Regions from separate parts of the Columba livia genome. Here region 2 is linked to region 1. Evidence: chromatin contacts called from public Hi-C data. All regions are on one chromosome and are shown on one strand. Each heading gives the region's core, a stretch centred on a gene start, on an enhancer-like site or on the middle of the called end of the contact. The rest is flanking DNA. Distances are from core to core; before and after follow the strand shown.

Region 1 (4,543 bases), core at 1,297-3,796:
AGGAGTGGGAAGACAAACCTCCCTTTCCACCTCTGCCCCAAACGACCCGCTTCATCCCCCATCTCAGCTTACCCATCTGTTAAATGCGTGGAAATGACTTCCTACGGCATGGATTTACCCAGAGGGCAAGCTGGCTATGGTCACAGAGCGGCGCAGAAGAGGCTTCGAGGGAGCTGGGAGCTTTGTTTTCCTGGATGAGGTTCAGGGGTAGGAGCGCTGGTGGGATCTGGAGGATCACATCTCGCTCTGCACTACAGCAACGTGACTCTCGTTGCTTGCAAACCCTGAGCATTCAGGCCTCCCAGGGGCTGGCTCCAAACCTCTCTGTTTTGCTGTATAATACATTGCAGCAGAGACAGACTAGAGGGTTGAGCTGCATCCTGGGCACTGAGTCCTGCCCCGGAGCATCCTCTTCTTGGGTTGCTAATTCACACAAAAAATCAAGCATTTTTACTTTCAGCTTGATTCAATTACTGTCACTGCCTTCTTTTTAAGTCCCTAGAAATTGAAAACTGCATGTTATAGCCAGCTCTGTTGCTGCCCCCAAGTTGTTGTTCTCAGCTCCACCTCTTTATTGAAGAACAGTGCATTTACATGCATGGCCATGTTTTGGACAGCCAGAGATATTTTTGACACTTGGAAAATAGAGCTTTTTAAAAATATTTCTTACCTCAGCACCTTCCATTTCATAAAACCTGGACTATTCACTAGAAATCAGGCTAAATGAAAAGAAGTGGGATACAGCAAAGTCCTCAAAAAAATATTAATAGTATATATAGTTGAATGTGCCAGTGCAGGTTGGTACATGGTATAATACAGCCATTCAGTGCAGGCTCATTTATTTCTCAAACTGGTCTGAAAAGCCCACTGGCTTTGCTACCTATTATGAGCATTTGCCCTATTTATAGGAGACATTTGTACATAGAACAGACTCTGGATGAGATTTGACCTGGAAAGTCCTCCCCGAGTCACCTGCTGCGGTCTGCAATGGAAACGCGGTGCCTTAGCGCAGCCCGGGATCATCTGCCTCCTGACAGGAGCATCTCCCCCCTTAAAAACTGTCACACTACTGATCCCTTGCAGCAGAAAATAAAATTATCCCGGGATAGGGTTTTTGTTTTGGCTTTTTTAGCGGAGTGCCAGGTGCCCAGATGAATGGTTTGCATGCCGATTGACAGGGGTAATCTTGCTGCAATGAGGAAAAAAAAAAAGTAAAAAATAAACCCCGACCTTTTGTTTTGTAAAACCACTGCAAATAATAAAGGAGATGAACACAAATGATCAGTGCTATATTTCTATATCCATCGAAAATTTTCTATTGAGATCATCTCACGTGGCCTGATCCCCAGAAATGCTGAGTAACAGCAGTGTGTCCCACGGGTGTTTTGGGGCTAAAGATGCTTTTCAGCAGGAGGGGGAGCTCTCTCTGCACCAACGGCCGAGGAGCCGCCGCTTGCCGCAGGCAGGAAAAACGTGCTCACCATCTTGTTCCCGCCGTGTTTTCTCAAATGTTTGCAAGAATTTCACAGGCTATTTAACTGCAGTGATTTGATTTTATATATATATATATATAGTAATGCTCCATAAATCTAATAGTAAAACAAGCTTCCATGCAAAGTGTGTTTTCATTTGGTGCAAGAAGAAAGTGCATACCCACTTAAATGCAGCAGCTTAGGTTTTTGGAGAAGTTTGGCGGAGGAAGGGGAGAGCACACTTGTCACATCCCTTTTACAGGTCTGCAGGTGAGAACCTTTCCCTTAGAATTCTGTAAACTTCTTGAAAATATAAAAGCTGTGCAGGACACACCCGCACTTGATATCTGAATTTCCTATTTGAAAAAATAACTTAAAAAAAAAAAAAAAAGTTGAGATTGGATTAAAGTATTGTTGCCCTTTTGGCCTAAATAAATAAACGGCTTGCAATTTATTTGGTGAGAAGAGACAATGAGAAAAAGGAGAGAAAGGCAGAGGAGGTGAAAGGCTGAACGATTAATTTCTTTGACTCAGTTCTGTACATTTATAAACATATAAATCTTTGTTTTCAGAACAAAAGGACTCGAACGACTGCGGCGCTTTCTTTGTTCAGATCTCCCTGCCCAGATCTTGCTCAGTTTTTTCAGCATCGCACACCATTTTCTGTCCAGGCTGTTCTGGAAACCCCTTATTTCTCACTTTCAGCAATACTACATATTACTTTTCAGTTTGTCTTGCTCTTTTGTATGTCCTTTAACCACCTGAAACCAGTGCTAGAGCTTACGGATGCAGGTTTCAACCCAGTTCAACCCCACTGTTGTATATTGGGTTAAATTCTGCGTGTTCCAGAAAAGCAAAATGCTCTTTATTGTTCTTTATTATTATTTTTCTTTTTCCTCTGGGAGTTCTCCCTGAATTCCTCGGGTGTTTTTTCTTTCCCCGTTCCCCTGTACCCCTCATCCCTTGGGGGGCCGGGGCTCCCACACCACGAGGTGGCAGCAGCCGGTTTCCCGCGGGGCCGGGCGGGCGGTGACACGGGCGGTGACACCAGCAGCTCCCCCCGCCCTGTCCTCCCCCCCCGGCCGCTGCTGGGACCCTCTGCCCTGGGGAAAGGTGATTTTTCATAACTCCTCCCTCCCCGACTGCAACATCCCCCGTGAGGGTCCTTCACTGCGCGTTGTAGTGGGGTGGGAACGAGCACCGGGGGTAATTTAGCTCCAGCATCGCTAATTAGGGCAATATCATTAACAACTGGTGGTGTGTTCAGGTGGTTTAGGGTTCGATTTAGCTGGGTTTAAGGACCCCTCACTGCTCCTGCTGGGTCTCTCCTACGTCTGTTCTTGGGGGTCCCTATACGTGTTGTATTTTCTATCATATTTTGTGCTTCATTTGATCCTGTCCATTTGAATATCAAATGTAGTTTAATTCTCCTGGCTGTTAACACACTGAACAAGCATGGCAGATTAGCAACCCTTTCATTTGACTTCCTAATTGCTACCTTCCCCCCCCCCCCGCCTTCTTCTTTGCAATAGGAATGTCTCCACACATAAGTGAGAATTACTTTTCCAATTTGCTGCTATGGTCAAAGCAGTGCCTGGCAAACACATGCTTCCTTTTTGCACACCGTGTTGGTTTTGGCTGCATTTCAAGTCTGACCTCTCCCTCTATATATGTAGGTATATACTGGATGTTTATGCACTATTGTGGTTGGTGCTGGACAGAAAGCACCACTGGAAAAGCAGACTTTTTTTTTCCTGTTTTGCAAGGGCTTTATCTTTGGCTCAGAACAGGAGGGATTGAAGTCTGCTGGTATCAATTCGATTAAGAACACAGAACATTTTTCATTATTTCTTTTCTTGTTTGTTTTTTCTTCTCTGTTGGGATATTCTCAAGCACTAGAAAATTACGCACCCAAAATGACTTTTTAACTCAAAATTGCAGCAGCCTTCGGAGTCAGCTTATGCCTGACTGCTGAAATAGTTTTATTTACTGATACAACATTTCTGTGTTTAAAGAGGAAAGCCTGTGGTACATACTCTTAAAGCCATGACTTATGCTTCAGTCTTACAAACAGATGGGAAAAGCCATGGGGTTTGTTTTGTTTCTTAGCCTAGGAGAGCCATATTCACCCCTCAGCTTTGTTCACAACATTCCATTCAGGACTGATTTAATATCTCTGTATTTCATAGTTACTTCCATGAGGCACACAGGGGACCTCAGCATTTAATAGAGACAACAGGACTGAGATGTAGACCTGCCTGTGCAAACCTCCCTCAGCCAAAAGCAGGTAAGGGACTTGGGGCGAGAGCACTCCCAGAGCCACCTAGAAGAAAGAAATGGGGCCAGCGTTCCACGTATTAACCAATTCCTGGCAAATCTCTCTCAAGAGAGGTCCAACAAGTTTCTGAAGGTGCTTGTGCAAAGCCTGTATTTACACACACGGGTGAGATGGCGAGGAGACACCACACACCTCCTCATCGTAGGTCAGGCTCCAAATGAGTGTCGGGCAGCACCACGCCGAGTGGCCGCCTTTTTCGTGTTTTACTGGTAGCTTTTAACAGAAGCTGGAACAGCAGGGATGAAAATTGATGCAACTCTCCCAGCAGGTCAGTGGTCTCATTAGGTACATATTTAACAGGAATAAATTCCAGCGCTGAGCCAAACCACAGTGTTAGAGGTGAAGTCAGAGTCCCCACGAAACCCCATGTCCTCTGAGCACTGCTTTAATCTCTCACCTACCTTTGGTATTTACATTCGTTTGTTCATTAAAGGTTTTCTTGTTTACCCAGGGGGATGTGTCATTCTTCCCAGTGGAGCTCAGATTTTAGCTAAGTGCAAGTCCAGTGCTTTGCCAAGTGACCTGCTGCACTGTGCATCGTGACACAGGGACACTGCAGTTCCTGGGTGGCAGAGAAGCCGCCCTGGTGCCACTGCCACTGGCTTTTACTGGTGCAGACAACCTAACAGCAGGACACAGGGGTACGGCTGGGATGCTGATGTTTAACCCAGCCTGTTGAGGGACCTCCCCATCTTCTGATGCTCTTGTGAGGGAAGGCATAAGCCAAAATTCC
Region 2 (4,543 bases), core at 1,478-3,977, 45 kb after region 1:
AGTTTTTTGGTTTTTTTCCCTCAAAATAAACTTGCTGTGGGTAACATCCACTCACCTGAAGTGTGGGAACAATCGAGCGCAGGATATTTGTAAGTGAGCCCCGTCGAGCTGATTTCTGAGCTGTGAGTCAGCCGAATGTCGTAAAACGGGCTTTACTTCCTGAGGTTGACTTGAAGTTGTAGGGGAAATGATTTCTAGGAAGTAAAGCCACCACTTTGCTTTCCTGTAGCCCAGAAAGGTGCTGATGTCTGCACTTCATGTGCTGCTGCGCAGCTTTCTCCTCCCCAGGTGTGGGACCAGCTCGGCGTCCCTGGAAACACGTGAAGTCCTATCACAGAAACATGGAGACAGGTGGAAAAGGTGCATGTGGCCGGTGCCACTTACCTGGGCTGGAGAAGCAAAAATGCAAGAATAAAGGTGTTAAAGAAAAATACAATTCATATACAGCTCCTTAGTGTCCTGGCTGGGAAATTTGTTTGGAATTGACTCCTACCTTTCCAGGCCTAAGGGCATGCAAAGGTGTATGCTGAATAAACAAAAATACCTGAGAATGATCCCAAAATGCTTATTCTTAAGGAGGGAAATGGTGTTAACTCTTTACAGTTTGTAAGCTGAGGAGTGTACCTGGTGCCTTTCTGTAGATTGAACAGCAACACCTGCCCTTTGTATGTTGATGGTAAATCCTTCCACACTTGGAGCTGGTTGATTTCATGTGACTTTCTCCACCTGGGATAAAAGTTGGAGATGCTGCAGTTACTAATACCCACCACCTGCCTATCTGGGACTTGCATTCAATAACAACCAAACCCCTGGTGTGTTTTCTAGCATCCTCTTTGCTGCGTTTCTGAAAAGCAGGTGGTATGAGAGGGTCACATCCATGGTGCAACCCAAATGTGGACTTAAGTGGTGAGAGGCAGGCTGGGGTCCCCCTGGGGTCCCCCAGTGAGTTTTGTAGGGGATGGCAAGTAACACATGGTGGATACGTTGTTCCTCTTGTTTCCCTGGCCTGCAACTGTTGTTTTTGCACCTCTCTTAGTACCCTGGTAGGGAAATGGTTTCTGCTACAGAAGCTGCAGGGCTGGACAAGCCTTTGCATCTGTATCCAGCTCTTGGTTCCTCTGGTACTAAAACATTATTTTTGTGGGGAGGAAAGAAAGGGGGTTTCAGGGGGTTAGATCTCAGAGCCGGCAGTGTGGGATCTGAAATGGCGTTGTTGCTCGGTGCCCCCTCACAGAGGCAGAGCGCTCCGCAGCGTGCGCCGCAGCCCTGGTGGAGCAGAACACCCTCGCTTTACGTGGCAGCCATTTTATGAAGATGTAGTTACATACGAAAGAGGATTTGCAGGGAGGGGAGCAGGGAAACGAAGGTGTTAAACACAATCTGCCCTCCCTGGCTGCTGATAAAAGCAAGGGACATCCCTTTCTTGTTTCGGCAGCGCTCGGGAAGCCCCGATTCCCCGCAAAACGCGAAGGGAAAGCCGCCGCGGCTGGCATTTTGGTGCGGGTCCAGTTCAGTCACAAAATGGCTGTTCCTTTGTGCCGCAGAGCTGACAGGCATACTGCATTGCACTGGGTGTACGCTGGGAACAGCAGGAAGTTGCTGGTGGGGAGTTCAAAGGCCACCTTGTGCGGCTGGAGCCGGGCATTGGCTGCGCCGGGCGGGGACGGGCGGGGGCAGAGCTGCGCATGCGCGGAGCGGAGCGGCGGCCGCGGGCAGCGCCTCCCAGCGCGGGGGCCCGGGCGCTGCGGGGCCGGCTGGGCTGGGCCGGACCGGGGCAGCGCGGCCGCCTTCCCCCGCTTCCTCACATCTGGCGGGCGCGGGCTTTTATTTTATCCCTATTATTGTTAATAGCTCAGGCTATTTTGAGAAGCAAGTTACTTGAAAAGGAGCAGGGCTATTTTTGGTGTGTTTTTTTTTTTTTTTAATTTTATTTTTTCTTTTAACTTTGAAAAGAACTGCAGAATATTGTAATATTCCTGGAACATCTGGCCTTTTTTTTTTTTTTAATAGCATTATGTCTTTCAGCATCCTTAAACCACTACACCCCTTGCCTTCAACGTGCGTTTTGCAACTGGTTTTCTTTGACCTGAGTGGAAACATTAAACATATTTATTAGAATGCCTCTATGGTTTCCAGCTTTTCATCCAGGCTGATGGGTTATTTTTTAGCTGTTGCGGCCATCTTGTATGTACCGAGTCTTTCAGTTTCATTTGCGCTGCCGAATTCTTTAACGTGGATTTTTCTTTTCGCTCCTTTTTAAACGAACCCTTGATGGAACTGTCCGGAGGGTTTTTTGAAAAGGGAAAACGCTCCATCAGTTCGGAACACAAAAGGAATAATGTGCAAGGAATTCACATGCATAATGATGTAATCTGTGCGCAGCACAAAGGAGATTGTTCTTGTTTTGCTTTGTTACTTCTGTTTCACATTACCCTCTCGAAGGAAATGTCTCATCTAATTACGAATGCAGGGTTCTGAGGCTTTCAACTTCTCTGTTTCCTGTCTCCTGATTGCTGCCAGGAGTGGAGACAATATACAGTGCTATAAAAAAACCCACTATGTTTAGCTGAAATTGAATCTCTTCTTGATTATTCTTGTTCGTTAAACATCTTAAACCAATTAATGGGATTTTACATGTTCTCTAAATGCATGACCGTTTTGCTGAATAAAAACGGACTAAAGAGATCACCTGGGTGACTGGGTAACCCCGCCAAGACGCTGCTGGGCACAGCGGGTGTTGCTGCACGGGTGTTGCTGCACGGGTGTTGCTGCACGGGTGTTGCTGCACGGGTGTGCGCACAGGCTCCCGCGGCTCTGCCTGAGCTCCTTGGTGCCTGCAGCCAACAGAAGCTGCTGTGGTTGAGATGGCAGATTAGAGCCTGTTCCGCTTTCGCTTGGGTTGATGTTTCACCTGCTGTACTCGAGGGCAGCAGTTGCCCTTATCTACACCTTCCCCCATTTCCTAGATGAGCTGAAGTCAAAGTCTCCCACGGCTTGGGGGAAAATAACATGGTGTGCCACAGGGTCGCTTCTGAGAACATGAGATCTCACCTGTGTGTGTCTTGGGAGCAGCGTGGCTGGCCGCACGTGGGCTACAATAACATATTTTGCAGTAAAACAAACGATTCTGCTCTTAGCTTCATGTTAAACCTTTGAGGGGGCTCAGAGGAAGGGCCAGGAAGGCAGTGATGTTTAATTTTAATCTCTTCAACTTGATACAGGGAGAAACCAGTCTTTGTTTTCATGTTTCAGCCCTTGTTTTATAAAGCTGTTCACGCAATTAGCAGGTTACTGAGTTGCTAAGCCTGTCTCTGAGGAATTTTTATACCGGCATGTCTCTTTATTCAGGCTTATCACAGCCAGTTTTAAGGAGCAGATGAGGATGCCAGTGCCAGATGCAGTGAGATCAGCGCTGTGGTTAAGTACCTGGGACTGTGAGCAGGCGTGTAGGGATGGAACTGAAGCTTCTGGTACCATGGCCTTGCTTCTTTGGAACTTGAAACAGCTACAGAAAACCTACTTTGGGTGGATTTGACAGCTTATGCTGAAGTTGCATCTCCTGACATACAACCTGGAGGTGTCTATATCCACTGTATCTCCTTTCGTGTTGCAGACAACAGTTCCAGCAGGAATTGCAACGTTGAATTAGGCTGTTAAGTTTGCCCCCAGCTGCAATCCAGCTCAGAAAGATGGTGATGATGGAGAAAGGCTGTTCTGCGTTCTCTCTTCTCTCCTTCAAGGAAAATAAATACAAACAGAACAGCACTGGGGGAGGGGAAGGCCTGGATTACCCTAATTAGATAAAAGCAGCCTTCTAGCAAAGGCTGTAGTGTTCTACTGATATGGTGTCTAGCACAAATTTTTCTGGTGTATTTTTATTAAAAGATGTGTGCTAAAATGCTTTTTGAAGATGTTCTTTCAACAGGTGGTGGTGCGCTCGTAAAGTCTGCCTTTATATCCTGTAAAGTATCCTTGAAATGAAAGCAAAAAAAAGACTAGATGATAAAAATCACATCTAGTGACTTGCAGTGAAGTCTGTCGTGCTCTTAATGCCTCATCTTCTGGGAATAGGGAGCGTCTTTTGGGTATAATCAGAAGCAAAATGTGGACGAGTCTTTCCAAATATGCAGCAGCTCTTACTACATCGCTGCTTGTGCAGCACCGTTGCTAAATTATAATTTTCAATATACAAATGGCTTTATATTTACCTGTGGGCTGAGGTAATGAATGCTGTGTTTTTCTGGCCTTGACTTCCAAGGTTAAAACAATAAAAGCTTTGAAACAGTGATCTCAGATTCCCTTCTGGTATTGTGCTGGTAACGCTCGCGTGGCCTTTCGCCTTGGCAGGGCTTCTGTGCAGCGTGTTTGCCAAGCTCCGGCTGCTTCCCAGGCAGATGCTGAACACTTCATGGCTCATGAGCCTTTACCCTGGTATGAACAAGTGTGTTGCAATGTCAAGAATCCACTGACTCCAGAACAACTGGCTCCTTAGGAAAAAATTGTGTTGTAACTATTTTCTTGCCAGTTTTATTGCTAGGTATGG

Evidence for each region. A called contact is a pair of places that touch in the nucleus more often than the background predicts.
Region 2: a contact with region 1 is called in a Hi-C map of liver, with 2.9 times the contacts expected there. The contact joins two enhancer-like sites. A contact is called at or near these places in 2 of 2 Hi-C or Micro-C datasets (crop and liver).

Annotation. Positions count from the first base shown.
Region 1 is chr11:7,082,810-7,087,352 of bColLiv1.pat.W.v2, forward strand. No RefSeq gene overlaps it. Among named protein-coding and RNA genes, the nearest start is that of CHD2, 22 kb to the right of the region's middle. Within about 2 kb of position 2,547, at least 3 of the 3 cell types and tissues checked have an H3K27ac peak away from gene starts, as active enhancers do.
Region 2 is chr11:7,127,149-7,131,691 of bColLiv1.pat.W.v2, forward strand. The region is part of intron 5 of CHD2 (chromodomain helicase DNA binding protein 2); the gene reads left to right. Among named protein-coding and RNA genes, the nearest start is that of CHD2, 23 kb to the left of the region's middle. Within about 2 kb of position 2,728, at least 3 of the 3 cell types and tissues checked have an H3K27ac peak away from gene starts, as active enhancers do.